Linked DNA regions of Mus musculus: region 1 is linked to region 2. Evidence: chromatin contacts called from public HiChIP or PLAC-seq data. All regions are on one chromosome and are shown on one strand. The core of a region is the stretch at or near the end of the contact, and the rest is flanking DNA. Distances in the headings are between cores, read along the strand shown.

What was found. HiChIP or PLAC-seq counts read pairs in DNA pulled down with a chosen protein or histone mark.
Region 1: a contact with region 2 is called in an H3K27ac HiChIP or PLAC-seq map of regulatory T cell precursor, with 4 times the contacts expected there. The contact joins two enhancer-like sites. A contact is called at or near these places in 1 of 115 datasets of contacts at active chromatin or transcription factors (regulatory T cell precursor) and 1 of 9 other capture datasets (liver).

What each region holds. Positions count from the first base shown.
Region 1 is chr8:34,753,852-34,757,169 of GRCm38.p6, reverse strand. No RefSeq gene overlaps it. Among named protein-coding and RNA genes, the nearest start is that of Dusp4, 52 kb to the left of the region's middle. Within about 2 kb of position 1,424, at least 33 of the 459 cell types and tissues checked have an H3K27ac peak or open chromatin away from gene starts, as enhancers often do. A contact at or near this core is called in regulatory T cell precursor, where this site is marked.
Region 2 is chr8:34,082,482-34,085,541 of GRCm38.p6, reverse strand. No RefSeq gene overlaps it. Among named protein-coding and RNA genes, the nearest start is that of Dctn6, 25 kb to the left of the region's middle. Within about 2 kb of position 1,616, at least 20 of the 459 cell types and tissues checked have an H3K27ac peak or open chromatin away from gene starts, as enhancers often do. A contact at or near this core is called in regulatory T cell precursor, where this site is marked.

The DNA of each region.
Region 1 (3,318 bases), core at 175-2,674, 670 kb before region 2:
ACCCCATTGGCAATTCCTTGCTAGCCTCATTTATGTAGACTCCAGCTTCCTGTCTCCAGTGGTGTCTTACAGCGGTGAGTCAGTATGTCCTGTGGTGTAGACAGTCTATCCTGTCTAACCTTAGCCCTATCAACTTCTTTGCCTTCTGGAGGAAGTCTTAGGAAGAAGATGAATCTTTCAGAGTTGCTTAGCAGTCTGAGCCCCTTCTGTGGATGGTTCTTGGATCCTGGTTCTGTTACTTCTGTCATCCAGTTCCTGATTTCTGGGATGACCTTCAAGGTCACCTCCACTCTGCCTAGCTGGAAGGAGAGGGTGAGAGAAGTCATGGAAGAGGGCTGCATGCCAGGCTTCTGTGCAGCCAACTTAAAGGAGATCCGAGAGCCTTTGGCACAGACTCTCCTCACCACGGTTCCAGTACCTGGCCATCAAAGCACAAGGGAGCTGGAGACACTGGTTGGGCATCTGCTCCTAGCAGTCTCTCTCCACTTCGGCAAAGGATATGGGTCTTCACTGAGCCCCTAACTGCCTTCTTCTTAGAATCATGATCATCATGCCCTATCTAGTTTAACAGTGGCCTCTTCTTGAGGACATCAATATGTTATATTGCATGGAGATATTAAAGCCCAAGTTACAGTCGTTTAGGAGATTCCAGTGTTGGGATTCAAATTTGGTCAGTCTGATTCTAAAGTCAAGTAATCTCAGTTTTTTATGTCACACAGCTACGGTAAGGTTGGCATGTTTGAGTCACCAGTGACCAAAATGAAACCCAAGGATGTGCACCTGACGTTCCTCTTTGTTTTTCTCAGTTTCTTTTACAACAGCACTAAAGAAAAGGCCCAAGGTTCTAAGTAGTTTTGACAATTGTCACATCATCCTTAGCCACTTCCGTCTCAATTATCTAGAATCCAGCCTAGGTAGCTTCATTTATTTTCAAGATCCAATGACCATTCATTTTAATATAACTCTCTCACACATTTATTTTCAAACCCAAAATGTTATCTCAGCATTAACTGCTGGTTTTAATTCAGTCCTCCATAAGCATTCCCAATCCAACATACCCCCAAAACAAAGGCATTGACCTTATATCCCTGAGACCTATGCCTTCAGGTAGGCTTGCCAACAGCTCACCAGCTTTGATTAGCTTCTCAAGGGGTGGATGCTTGGCTTCTCTCTCCCCCTCCCTCCTCTTTCTTTTTCTCCCCCCCCCCACCAGTACTGGGGTCTGCAGCCAGGGCCTCATGAGTGCTAGACAATGTATTACCACCAAGCTGTATTCCTTCACTCAGACTTTTGTTTTTCCATTGCTGCTAACTTCTTAAAGATGAAGTCCACAGCTACTTTGCATGTTTTCTAGACAGGCCAAATGTCACCACTCTTGCCTATAGGGCCCAGGGACTTTTTTGAGATGGTGATGATCATCCTAAGGAAACGCCCTCCCCCATACGTCTTCTTTTCTTACTTTCTGTTTGACGTTGAGGAGGTGGACAACCTTCAAACCATGCTCATCCTTGGGGCCTCTGGCATGGCTTGAGTCATATTAACCCATATGTGGAGACATTCAAGAAAAAAAGATCCCATGGGCCCCTCTCGTCCCAGTCCTCCTCCTCTTTACCCTCCTCCCCTTCTTTCTCTTCTTTGATTTTTTTTTTTTTTTTTTTTGAGATGTGGCTTCATCCTGTAGCCCAGGCTGGTGAAGACAGTCAGTCATCTTTCCTGTGACTGTGCAGGGATTCCAGCATGAGTCCCAGCCCCCAACCCCTTCGCCAGCCTTCTCCCTTCCCAGTGGTCTCCGCCCAAGCTGTTGTTTGGAGACATTTGACTCTTTCTTACTCTCATTCCCTTTGGGTGCAGAAAATAAGTCTGTTCTCATTTGAATAAGTTTGTTCTCATTTGGATGCTGCTGAGAGATTGTGGGGACCATGTCACTTGTTCTTAGTAAACTCACTCTGAAAACAACAGGGATCTCTCTGAGACAGCTGGTCTCCCAGGCAAATCCAGGCTACTTGTTATAAACCTTTAGCCTAGATGAGGGCAGGCAGATAAACTATAAACAGGCACTGACTATTCAATTCAAAGAGCAACTAAAGACCGAGATATTTAGAATAAAGAAGAGACTGAAAATGTCAGTTGGTGATGAAAGAATTTAAATTCTTACCTTCTGCTTTTCTTTCTTCTTCCTTCCTTCCTTCCTTCCTTCCTTCCTTCCTTCCTTCCTTCCTTCCTTCCTTCCTTCCTTCCTTCCTTCCTTCCTTCTTTCTTTCTTTCTTTCTTTCTTTCTTTCTTTCTTTCTTTCTTTCTTTCTTTCTTTCTTTCCAAGAGAGTTTATCTTAAACCATGAAAGAATTTATAGGCATTTAGTTATTCTTTCTCATATCTCAGGCACTGTTAATCATAAAAACACTTTTTTATGGGGCTGGAGTCATGATGGCCCCACAGTTAAGAGAGCGTGGTGCTCTTCGTAGGGGACCAGAGTTCTCAGCTCAGGTTGATCTGGCATCCTATTCTGACCATCACAGATGCATAGGAATATGCACACACCCATCAATGCACACACCCGCACGCACAGGCACATACAACCCCACCATACACACATACACACCTGCACAGGCACATACAAACCCACTCATACAGACCTACCCTCCCATACACACACACCCATACACACACACACACACACACACACACACACACACACACACACACACACACAATGTCAAAACATCTAAGGAGAAAGGTAATATTTATATTTTGCAGATGGAAGAAGTGACCCTAGAGAGGCTGACAAACCAAGTTACTTCAATCAACAAGGTGCTCTCCTCTGCATGTTTCTAGCTACAGCCTTAGATCTTGGGGGAAGTACCATGTCTGTCCTGTGCACTTCTGTCTGCCTGTTGTGCCATCCCTAGAGCAGTATTCCTGCTACAAGATGCTGCCTTGATATAGGTCTAATAGCATTGGTTCTGCCCAAATGTGGACCAGAACATCTCAGACCGGGAGCTGACTCAACCCTTTTTTCTTTATAAGTTAATTCTTCTTGGTATTTTGTGGACTTAAGGGAGCCCTGACTAACACTGTATGCATCATCAGTTGCTCTGGAGTTCCATTCTGCCCATCGCAGCTGCTCAGAACCCAGGATGGAGCTGCCCCACCTTGCATGGGGCTTTTTGCACTGGAATTATTATAAATAACTGAAAGTGGAGGTGACCTACATTGTTTGTTTGTTTGTTTGTTTGTTTACAACGCATTGGCCAGAGCTACCTGCCCCTCCTCTAGCCAAAAGGTAGATAGATGATTATTGCAACTCGACAGGGGCTGGGA
Region 2 (3,060 bases), core at 367-2,866:
TTGCACCAAGTGTTTTGCTTTTTAGTTCTTGATTTCTACTGATTAGACCAATATAATTTCATTTACGAGGATTTAGAAGGTGAGGAAGAAATGTAATTTCACAATCCACCCTGGAACACCAGGGCTTTTCACTTTGAGGGCTCCTTTCAGCGTGCAGTCCAGCCAAGCATTAATGAACTGAAGAGCTTGGAGTTTCATCCAAAAGCTTAGATGTCCCAGCCACAGAGCGTCATCTGTTTTATCCCGGGAGACACTGGCAGGGGACTGTTGCCTCTTCCTGATGCTCAAAGGTGCTGGAGAGCCCTCATGGAGACTCACTCACTTCAGACTTTTGCTAACATAAACCAGGAGCGGCTTCTCTCCTGCCTCCTCTTCGGAGTTAATATATTAAAATATTTTAGAGTTAGCAGTCTCCTAACTAAAAGCATCCAACAGGAAGTACCCGGCCACACTGTCCTATGGGAAAGCATTACCAGTCCCACCGGAGACCTGGCCAAGAATGTTTTGATTGGCTACTCAACACTAGCATCCCTTCCAAAGGCCTGAGCGCTCCTTACCTTCACGTGATGTGAACAGTGCTAAGGTCTTAAAATTACATTCTCCTTTATGCCTATGTTTGGGGTTTTTGGTTGCTATTTGCTTTTGGATTTTTCAAGACATCCTCTCCCTGGGGATGGCTTCAAAGTTGCAATCCTCCTGCCCCTGTATGGGGAGTGCTGGGGTTACAGGTGTACACCACTAGGCTTGGTTTCCAGCTGTGAGGTCACATCAGCTCATCTTCACTCCCTGTGTGGCATAGACCTTTGAACTGCCTTTGCTCTCAAGACCCTTCGCCTTTTCAGAACTAGTGAGTCGCCTGCCTGCCCGATGGTGGGCGAACCGAATCCCTCTCTAGAACCTGAGCTTTCCAAAAGCTAATTCTGTTTGTTCCCAGCCTTGTTTATGCAAGTCGTACTCTGAAATTACATCATTTAATTCAATATCACCCAAACCAAACAACTATGAGTGTGAAGAGAGTTGTAATCTTTAGGAAAATAAGTTGAATGTTTGAGAGTTGATAAAGGCTTGATTTAAAAGAGAAAGGGGGAAAAAAAGCTGTAGAATTACATGTGCACAAAACATCCTGAAGGTTTGGGTGTGGGAGGAAAACCAAAATCTACAAAACTTCTCCTCTCAGTTTGCAAGTGTCTTGAGTCCTTGCTCCAGACACCTTCAGCTTGATAATGCTCCTCCTACCTGTGTTAGCAGGAGTCTTACACAGTCCTGGTTGGCAGCCTGCAGTCAGAGAAAAAGCTTATGTCTGTGGATGTCAAAGGAATGGTGGTGAAGTCAATGGATTTACTTTTTGATTTTGTATTTAAGACAAGATTTTGATGAGCTGCAGTATGGTTTATGAATTCCCCACTTTCAAAGACGACTCTGGCCAAATTCCGACTCTGACTACTTAGGGAAGTGGGGTTTCTCCAGCCCAGTGCCACAGGCTGGCCAGCACAAGAACGCAGTGAACTGCCTGGCCCCGAGCATGTCCTTGGTGCCTGCGAGTTATAGAGGGACAACTCCGTAATGCCAGCATGGGGAGGCTGAGACAGAGAGATCTCAAGACTGGGGCTACCCTGATGTACATCGTGGGTTGAGGATGGAAAGATAGAAAATAAAAAAGCATAGATACTTCAAGACATGACCAAATATGGACTTCTGGAAAAGCAATAATCCATCTTCTCCTTGTTTAAACTAGAACCAGAGGGGCTGCCTTTATTATAAGAAGCTTTGGGTCCAAACTGTTACAAAATGACAAACTTGCCTCCCTACTCGCTGACCAGTTTTCTGGTCCTATAAACACACTCTGCCCTGCACCTTCTGCGGCTGCCGAGCTGGTGCGCTAAGGAGGGACCCAGCGTGTACAGGAAATGGTGACGGCTTTGAGATCCGGCAATAAACACACGTAAAGAAAAAAAAAAAGTTTAGGAAATGATATGACTCAGGCATAGACTAGATATTAAAGATCCATCTGGCTTCTGAGAACTGCCTATTCATATCAGCACTGTCTTGGTAAGGTCCTTCCCTCCCTCCCTCCCTCCCTCCCTCCCACCCTCCCTCCCTCCTCCCTCCCTCCCTTCCTTCCTTTCTTTTATGGTTTGGTTTGGGTTTTTTGTTTGTTTGTTTTTTTTTTTTTTTTTTGTGGTGGGGAAGGTGTTTTGCTTTGTTTTGTATTCAGACAGGGTTTCTCTGTGTAGCCCTGGCTGTCCTGGAACTCCCTCTGTAGACCAGGCCAACACCTTGAAATCACAGAGATCCACCTGCCTCTGCCTCCCACATGCTGGGATTAAAGGTGTGCACCACCACCACCCAGCTTGGTAAAATATCATAAGATATTAGTGTCCCAGCTTTGAACTCAATTATGAGCTCAGTTCGTCACCTACATCGATCTTTAGCGACTCTGAAGTGGAAAGTTTCCTACACTGGTCACAGTCAAAGGGGCAGGAAAAACCTGACGAAGGATTCTTCCTCAAGCCGCTGGGGTCTTGCAAAACTATCGGAACATGTTGTGTGTACAAATGAACCTAAATAGATTAAAGAAGATGGGCCTCACGCACACTGGCAGGGTGGGAAGCCCGATCATCTGGAGACAAAATTATAACAAGTTAAACCTTCTAATTGGTATTTATTTTTATTGTTAAATTTAGCATCGGGCAACACTTAGTTCCATAAAATAAAATGTGCATTATTGTCGGTTGTACAAAGGGATTGATTTTGTAAGTTTTGTAAGGGAACAGGCTAAAGAAAGCAGAAAGAAAAAAAGAACAAATTGGTCATTTCAGTGTTATTACTAGTAATGGGGTGGGAGGTCACCATCAGGGTACATCTGGCTTTTTGGTTTTAAGGTTTTTTTGTTTTTTGTTTTTTCAATATTTGAGTTGAAACAGGGAACCTCAATAACATGTCAATTCAAGCTTAGGGACTAAAGCTGCCTTGGTGGTGGAACACTTTTCTCATTTTTGCAGGGCCCCAAGTCTGATCCTAACAACATCATTAAAAAATAATATAAAATAAAAAGGGTGG